2 separate regions of the Strix aluco genome follow, and region 1 is linked to region 2. Evidence: chromatin contacts called from public Hi-C data. All regions are on one chromosome and are shown on one strand. Each heading gives the region's core, a stretch centred on a gene start, on an enhancer-like site or on the middle of the called end of the contact. The rest is flanking DNA. Distances are from core to core; before and after follow the strand shown. Region 1 holds the start of PHACTR2 (phosphatase and actin regulator 2). Region 2 holds the start of LTV1 (LTV1 ribosome biogenesis factor).

Evidence for each region. Hi-C and Micro-C count contacts between places; a contact is called where the count stands out from the background.
Region 1: a Hi-C map of brain shows a contact between it and region 2, with 3 times the contacts expected there. The contact joins the promoter of PHACTR2 here to the promoter of LTV1 in region 2. A contact is called at or near these places in 2 of 2 Hi-C or Micro-C datasets (brain and heart).

What each region holds. Positions count from the first base shown.
Region 1 is chr3:64,608,199-64,612,463 of bStrAlu1.hap1, forward strand. PHACTR2 (phosphatase and actin regulator 2) reads right to left here and starts at 1,800. Exons shown (of 13, transcript XM_074818886.1): 1 at 1,595-1,800. The coding sequence starts at 1,739.
Region 2 is chr3:64,458,478-64,463,064 of bStrAlu1.hap1, forward strand. It overlaps LTV1 (LTV1 ribosome biogenesis factor), which reads right to left and starts at 1,352. Exons shown (of 11, transcript XM_074818885.1): 1 at 1,218-1,352. The coding sequence starts at 1,220.

The sequences.
Region 1 (4,265 bases), core at 550-3,049, 150 kb after region 2:
AGAAACTACAAATAACAGCACATCTTTGAAAACACCATCATTTTACCTCCACTGGATTTTCCAGTCTCTTCTAATGAAACCAGCTCATTGTTAGTAGTCTTTGTAGTTAAGCTAACGACAAACATAGTCTAACATTGACATGGTCTCAATCTTGTCAACCTCTGTGGTGATCCCTCTACATCTAGGTTAAGGCATCTTGTGCACGTCAAGCCATAGAGTGTTGTTTATGCAGCATTCTTCCAGACGGTGCTAAAATACACCTTGTACCTAAAAGTAATCCTTTCTGATTCGGACAAACCACTGGAACCTCCTCCCTCCTTCCTGTCCCAAATGTCCTTCAACATAACATTTAAGTAGACATGGGAAAAGGTAGAGCTGAAAATGATGCAGAGAATGTCACGTAGAGTTGTTTTTGCTTGCAGGCTCTGGCCCCACAAGTTGAATCTACTTGCTCCTATGTGACTAAGCAAGTTTGTACTCCCTCTCTCCTCATCAGGCAGGCACAGGCTGTATGTTTGAGCTTCCCCAAGCATGTGGTCTGCTTCATCTTAACACTCCCTGAGGAGCAAACATAAGAGGACATTGTGGTCCATTGCAGACCTGACCACGCACTGCGCTGTCCTGCTTGTGCTGCGGCAGAGGAGGTCCCTCACCACACTCTGGAGCTGCCCTGATGGCACTGAGGTTCACAGGTGCATCCAAAATACCTACATCGTCAGGGATGTATGTGCCTACAGTCTTGTTTTGGTCAACAGAGCAGGGCTGATTTGCAACTGGGCGAGCACTCATTTTCAAAATGTGCTTGGCAGTATGGAGACCAGAATTTCATTTGCCTCAATACCCGAGCTCAGGAAAAGACTGAGTAAAGAATAGCCCAACTGAGTATGTATTTATTTTACTCTGGCCACTTTCAAATACCTGCACTGTAAACTAGGACATTCACTTCCTTGCATTTTGCACAGCAAAGCTACTCTGAATCCTGAAGGAAGCCTACTCTGTCCCAAAGGGCCAGCTTGCACCCCCAAATCATCCTGTGTGCACTTGCAGTCCTGAAGTGGGACGGTGGAATACTGACTCATTCATTTTTTTTGCCTCACCTGTTAACGAAAAACCCTGAGGAGATCTAAGTGCATGAAGTAAAATCCTAACACGGAATTGAAGCATAGTGTGTGAAGTGGCAGGTTGAGGAGTTCTGATGTCCCCACAATATGCCCTGAAGCTTTTCTGCCCTTGCAGTTAGAGATGCTTCGGTGAGCGAAGTACCCACCACTTTAGTGAGGTTAATTTAAATCTGAGAACACGGGTATGAAAAGCCAAGAACTTGACGAACATCAACTTGTTTGTTTACTGGGGTTCACTTAAACCTGAAAGCACGAGTTTGAAAGCCGGGAACTTGATGAACATCATCTCGAGGGGCAGATCCAACGTCCCGTAAACCAGAGACCCACACCGTGGCCACCGAGAGAAAGACGGTCCGAGGTCTGGGAGGGCAGGGCAGGGTGTGGAGGAGGATGTCTCTTCCCAAATTCCCCAGTTCAGCTCGGCTCGGGTGGGGGGGCTCGGACACAAGGACCCTCCCTTCCCTGTCCCTTACCTGAGCCACCCACGTTGGACCGGAGCAGGCAGGTTCTCCGGGAGAAGGAGAAGGAGGAGATGTCGCTTTGGGAGCGGCCGCGGGGACCGGGCAAGAACCAGGCGGGCGGCGGTGCTCCCCCGGTGCTCCCCGCTCTCTCAGCCATAGCCGTCGGGGAGCCGAGAGGGGCAGGGAGGGGAGGAGAGGAGGGAAGGAGGAGGCGAGGGAGAGGAAAGGGAAAGTTTGCAGAGAAAGAGCCGCCCCTCGCCTCCGACCGCCCCGTCGCAGCGGGGCCGCCCCGCCAGGACGGCGGCGGGGATTTTGGGTCTGTCGGAACTTGAATTTTGTGTTTGCACAGGGGCAAAGCAAAGCGGGGGCGTGGTGTGGTGTGTGCAGATGCACGGAGGGAGGGGACGCGGGGACCTCCCCGCGTCCCCTCCCTCCCTGCATCTGCTCTCCCGCCCCCTCCCCCCCCCCTCCCCGCGGGGTGTCTTCGTGCTCCCCGCTCCCGTCATTTCCAACTCTCGGGGGAAGAAGAAAAAAAAAAAAAAGAGTATCAGTTAAAAAGAGCCGAGCAACCGACACCACTGTTTTGTGTAACAGGGTGCCCTCTCTCCTCCCCCGGGCCGTCCCCCGCAAAACCGGGAGGTTGCACAAGGCATCGCATCCCTGCAGAGGAGCAGGGAGGGCGATGAGTCAAATCTTCTGTCTGTCCCCCCCCCCCCTTTTCTGTCTTTCTTAAGGTTTGGGTTGCAGGCAAGAGGCTTTTCACAACCAGCTTGACGACCGTGTGACTCAACGTTTTGGGAGCAAGATAGTCGTCCTGCCTTTCAGATCAGAAGCAGGAGTCACGGCGACTTTGGGTAAAGCAAAATCAAGCCCCGCGGTTTCATTTATGGTGATTGTTTTACAGATACACTTTTACAACACGATTCATCTTTAAAAGGATATTTAATGTTTTCACTGCTTTTTACGGGCAAATCATTTTATATTCTGCCTTGAAAAAAACCCTTGCTGCCCTGAAGCCACGGGCACAATGGCAAAGACAGACAGGACAGCATCTGTACCTAACACCCTGTACTTTTAAGGCATCCAGTGCCACATTATTTAGCTATCAAAAATGAAAGTCCCATTCGGACTGTATGACAACAGTTTAGCCACTACCACTCCACAGGTCTGAATCAAACCCTACTGAGTCTGAAACATGTCCATGCGAGATTCGGTTTCTGGCCTCTGCTTCCCACCAAGAAACCAAGTGACCTCCTCTCAACGTCAAGCCCCGTGCAACTCCCCAGGCGCAGTGGTTTTGGGCTCTTCCCAGCAGTCACATGGCTCAGGCACCCTTTGCCCAAGCAATCGATCCAGTACATGAGTCTTGTATGTCAGCCATTAGTCAGGTCAAAAGGTCTTTTCTGCTCAGCATCTCCCAGGGAATTGCTTTCATTATTTCCTCTCCTTCTTCCATCCACTGACAGACCAGCCTGCTCCTTCCCTAGCTGCAGAGAGCTTTCCCAGTGGGACCGTGCTGCAGGAGTGAGAGGCAGGGGCTTCTCCTTGCGGGGCGCAGCAGCGAGCTCCATGCTTACAGACTTTCCTGCGGGGGCCCAGGGGCTCCAGCATCACGCAGGCAGGCACGCTGCACCCAGGTTTAGAGCTTCCTGCCGTCACAGACACTGGTCTTGTGGCGTTCACAAAATCTTACAGTGTACTATTTTTATTATTTACCCTTTGCAGCTTGCATCATTACAGATGTAACTGTGCACTGAGGACCTTTTCCCTCACTGGAGATTTTAGTAGCTGTGCCTGTGTGGGCTGGTGACATTTTCTGAACCTGTTTACACCTTAATCAGAAGTGTACTCATGACTGCTATTCACTGAACTGTTTTCTACTTTTTTTTTTTTTTTTTTTTAATTTAAAAGATGTGATCAAGTTCATTATTGAGATACACAGTTTCTGCTCCAAATCTCACCAAAGTCGGTGGCAGGTCACTGATGTTAGTAGGCTTCGGGTCAGACCCCTGATCTTTTTAAAAATCATTTTTCCTTCAAAGCATTTTGAGCCACAGAACAGTTGTAACTTTGGTGTGTTGTACAGAATACGCTTCAGAGAGCCTACTTCAAAATTCCCGCATTAAGGAGCTGCTCAGTGTCTGCAATCCTTTGGTGTGATCAGAAAGAAAAGGAGCATATGAAGAAATCCAAAGATAAACTAGAAAAGATGGCACAGCAAGAGGTCAAAGGTGTTTAAGGATTCCCTTTGAGAAGCAGTGACATCTAAAGGGGTGAAGGTAAAAGAAGACATAAAGAAGGTCAATGTTGACTGTAAAAGAGATATGAAGAGTTCCCTATTGTGATATCAAAGTGCTTTTGTGAATCAGAGTAATGTGAACAGTCAGAAAGAATGATACCATGGAAGTCGCAATGTTTTTAATCAGCCTGTAACTTAATACACTCATCAAGGTATATAAATGAAAATATTTTTAAAAATGTACTTCCTGTTTTCACAGCCCTTTAAATATTTTTGTATGAAATGTAACAGCTGTGGTTAATGGCTCTGGAAAATGAAGTTCTGTTTCCATAGAACACCAGTAAAATATACATCCTTTCCAGGTGGAGAGAGATTAATTCAGTTGCCTGCTCATTCATTTTTAACTGTTCTGATGAGACTGCCAAAGAAATTTCCATTTGTGGT
Region 2 (4,587 bases), core at 102-2,601:
CTTTTGCTTGGAGCATTCTACTGTATTCCTTTTAAGGCAATGTCTTATATACTTAGAGACGAAGCAAAAAGGGACTAGTGGTGGCTTAACTCTTCTCACTACACGTACAACAGCCACTGCACATGTTCTAATAGCATATGCAGCTGTATTCAGCTGCAAAATGGCAATACAACAGTACAATAAATATTTGATTATAGCATATACACCTTAAGATATAATCCTAGAAAAGACATTTTAAATAACTATTTTCTAAACACTGGGTCAAATCCAAACAAACTTCATCCAAGAAACACAGGAAACTGACATAAGGAAATTCATCTAGACACACCTAGCTTCTTGAAAATTGTTTAGACACCTGTTCCTATACCAGTAATTCCAAATCAACCACAAAAACTATCGACTGTACCATTACACAGACATAGCTCTAACATCAAAAATGTATCTGCATTCTGGATCAACAAAAATCTGAAGTATTCTTAACTGGGTGAAAGTCTTTTCTGCAAGTTAGCATATCTGACGTCAGGAAATACTTTTGTTAAAATTTCCTGCTTTACTTATCTACCAAAATGTGTTAATAGCAGATATATGCAACTTGTGAACTATTCTATGGATCTAACCTATCTTCTTTACCTGTTGGCTTTAAGTATACATGACACACTATGACATATCAAAGTTCAGCGCCTATCAACTGCCACCATATATTTTGATATGTACTTTAAAACCTTACGCTTGGCGCAACCAGAAAAGGAAATACTTCAAGTTTTTGGAAGCAGGCAACCTGTTGCCCCTACAAACAAAGCTGCCGGTGACCGATGGTACCAGGGAAGTGCCTGTGACGCCGCAGGAAGCCGAGCAGGACAGCTGCCCCCCACCCCCGGTGCCTCAGGGCACACACCTCGGGGGTTCGCCTCAGCCGCGCCCGCCCGGGCGGCCCAGGCCGCCGCCGCCTCCCGCTCCCCGCCGCGGACCCGGGGCTGCCGGGGCAGATCCCACGGGCCGGGCCGGGCAGGGGAAAGCTCCTGGGGAGCCCGGCAAGCAAAGCAGTCAGTGTGGCGTTTCTCCCCTCCAAACCGCCCTACGGAAACGGCCCGGTTTCAACCCAAGCGCTGAGGGAGAGCGGACGGACACGACAGCGAGCCGCGCGCGGCCGCCCCATCCTCTGCCCCTCCTCCTCTGCCCCTCCTCCTCCTCCTCCTCCTCCTCCTCCTCCTCCTCACCATGGCGCGAGGGCAGGTCGGGGAGCGCGCGCTGCTCGTCGGCGACAGGAGACGCTACGGCCGCTCCCGGCACCCCCCCCAGTCCTTCTCGCTCGCACGCGGGCCGGGCGTCAACACCACCCCGCCGCGGCCTCCATCTTGGGATAAAACAGTGACCAACGGGGGGGAAGGCGATAGGCTACAAGTGCGGACAGGTCTTTTTTTACGCCAGTAACAAAAACTACGAGAGTTTTCTCAGACTGAAACAGTATTTTAATAAGAGAGGCTCCATGAACGCAAGCAGGGTACTTCTTCCACTTTCTAGAGGCATATTTTCCCACTTCTCCCCCCAACTGATGGAGAGTGGTTCCGCCCGCCAGCAGGCCTCAGCGGCAGACCGCTTTGCAGCGGGCCAAAGGGCAACGCGCCTGCGCAGCGGCCGGGCTGTCGCTCGCAGGACGGGGCGGAGCTCGCTGGCGGAGAGGCGTGGCCTAGGGCTCGGGCTCCGCCCCCTGCTGCCGCCGGAGCGGGGCCGGGGACGGGGCCTCCGCCCTCCCCTCAGCGGCGGCAGCGCCTCTGCGTCCGCCGTCGTGGTTACTCTGCTCGCCGGCCCTTGGCGGAGCCGCCTGGTGCCGCGGCGGCGCAGCGCGGCTCTCTGAGGCCGTCACTCCTGGCGGCAGCACGACACCCTGCCCCAGGCTCCGCACAGGCAGAAAATCGCCAGCGCGCCCTACAACGGCAAGGGTTACAGCTGCGCGCCTCGCCGGCCCGAGCGAGGGAGATGAGAGAAGGTTACGTGACAGACGTTATCATTTCACTTACTGCACTAAGTGCTCAGGCGCTACAATAAAATACACTAAACTTTTACAAAGAACCTGTGTGGGACAGGAGGCACGGCACTACTCGCCTTCTGGCCCGGCAGGAAGACCCTGCACCACAGCGGTCTGACACACCCCCCCCTTTGCAGTCTGTGCACAAGCTCATATCCAGGCTCAATTTGAAGGCTCAGGTGTAAATATTTAAATATGTAAGTATTCATATTAACAGTGTTTCACCATATATGCGTTCTTACTTCTTGTGATATGACACTCTAGCTGTATAAATTATACCTTTGCCACGTAGCTTGCCTGTGCACAAACACACAGGCACACACGTACATGCTCCTTGCCAAGACAAAGAAAAGTATGCTTGGAATTTTAGGAATATGATGTAAAGCCGTTTTGTTACATTGCAAAAAGAAAGTGTAAACCAGAAGGGAGTAGTTTCTTCCATGCACATACAGACAATTAAAACAGTAACAAATATGAAAAGGTTGTTACTGAAAATTAAGAAAGAATTATCCACATATGATGTGTGTATATATACACAGCTAAATATTTATGTATATGTATACCTTAAAATATTAGCTTTATCCATATTTGAGTGGATTTCATTGTTTTTTCAGTAGGTGTCACTAAAGATCCAAAAGAGCCCAGATTTTCACTCTTCTGGCTATTCTCTGAAGTCTTGCATCTTTATCATCAAGTTTCATCACATCACTCTTATGGAAGTGCACAAACTAATCTGATCTGCTCCATCAGTTGAAATGACTCTTTCACTCAGAGGATTCAAATTATCCCTGCATATATCTGTACAAAAGCTATACCTTCCTTTCCTCTTACTTCCTAGAAGTACATGGTGAGTATCTCGTTGCTGTCAGTCATCTGAAAGCTGTCGTGTACACCTCCTGGTACGGGAAGATTAGCAACCCTTCCACTGCATGCCGTGAATGGGTTTTTCAGGACTGCACCTAACAGGAGCAGCTCCTTTCCCATGGTATGTCTATACTGCAAACCCAGTGACAGGTGGAATAGCTTTTCACAAAGTAACTAAGAACAGAATCACCCAACTATTAAAAATACAGTGCTAGGCATTTATCTGTGGGGTAATGAAGTAGATTAGATTACTCCTTACTGCTTCCAGGTTCCTGAGGTAGCTCTGGTATCCACAGAAGTGCAAAGTACTTGTCTGTAGACTTGGTAACAGGATTACACCTGACAGTAGCCTAAGCCTGGTGACCCCCTATCTAACTATGGCAGTACTGTCATTCCATACACCCGAAATCTGGTCCAGGAGCATCATGTCAGTCTGGAAGAGGGAAAAAATTAGCTTTTGCTCTCAGCTCTGTTGCTAGTCATGTGTTTCATATCTGTAAGTTAAATTTACCTGTTCAGTTTTTTGAGTCTCAGGGGTTTCTGTCTTGCTTTTAACTCACAGCCCCACCCTGTATTTCCTGTTTAGGTCCTTTGTGTTTAGGAGGAAGGATCTGTATTATATGTTAACACTGTGACTAAACCAACAGTCTCCCTTATCACAGGAGGTTGATAATATATGTCAACAGTAATACATCTAGTGATTAGTTTTAAGATTGAGGGATCAGCAGAAATAAGCATCATATTGCCTCCTTTGTTGATATCTAAGGGTGAGCCATCTCCTTCCAACCAATTTACAATATATCAAAATTCAAAATTTAGTATCACATGTATGTGAAATGTGTATAAGCGAGTCAGATGGAGACTCCACTTAAGCTTCTAATTTCATCTAAGTCTTACAAGGCCATCCATCCCACTGTACTCTCTCATTGTGCTCTCTGCTGAGACATCTTGAAGTTTAAAATCAGCAAAGAGCAGCTACAGAGACAGAGGGGAAAAGCAGTCATGTCACAAACCACCTTTTTTATGCTTACAGAAGAAGAATGGTCATTATTGGAATGGTCTCACTGTCAAGGCAGCCACTTGAAAAATAATATGCTGGAAGCACACATTTCCTTAATATAAACAACAACTTGCTTTCCATGTGAGGAAATTTATGCTAATAATTTTTCTCTTAGTTCTTGCAAAGCAGAAGTTATTCCAAAGTAATTAAAAAGTGACAGCTATTGTCAGTCAGTTTGTAATGTTAAAAGATTGGCAGACATACTGCAGACTAGGTTGTATCCTCAGCTGTGCAGTCCATGTGCAGTTTTGTCCATGTGCAGTAGGTGTAATTCTGGTGCAAATGTGCTGTCAGTGAAACTGAAACTAGTGAAAGCCAGTTCTTGGTGATAAAAATAATTTGGGAAACTGAGAGCATAAATTAGGTCTGTGAATCACTGAGCTACAACACTAACTTTGTATTTTCAAAATAACTATCGCCTCTCTGAACACCTCTGCATGAATACACCACGCACAAGAGAGCTACCAAAATTCAAAATTCCCAAATTCCTGAAACCTTCCTTCATCTTGTTTCCATGCAGAGGGACTTTTAATTCAGTCTCCAAAGCCTGCTTTTCAACAGGTAACAGCTCTCTGATATTAATTCCATTATAAATGCCCATGTACTTGCTAGAGATTCAAGAAGAAAATATTTTCTG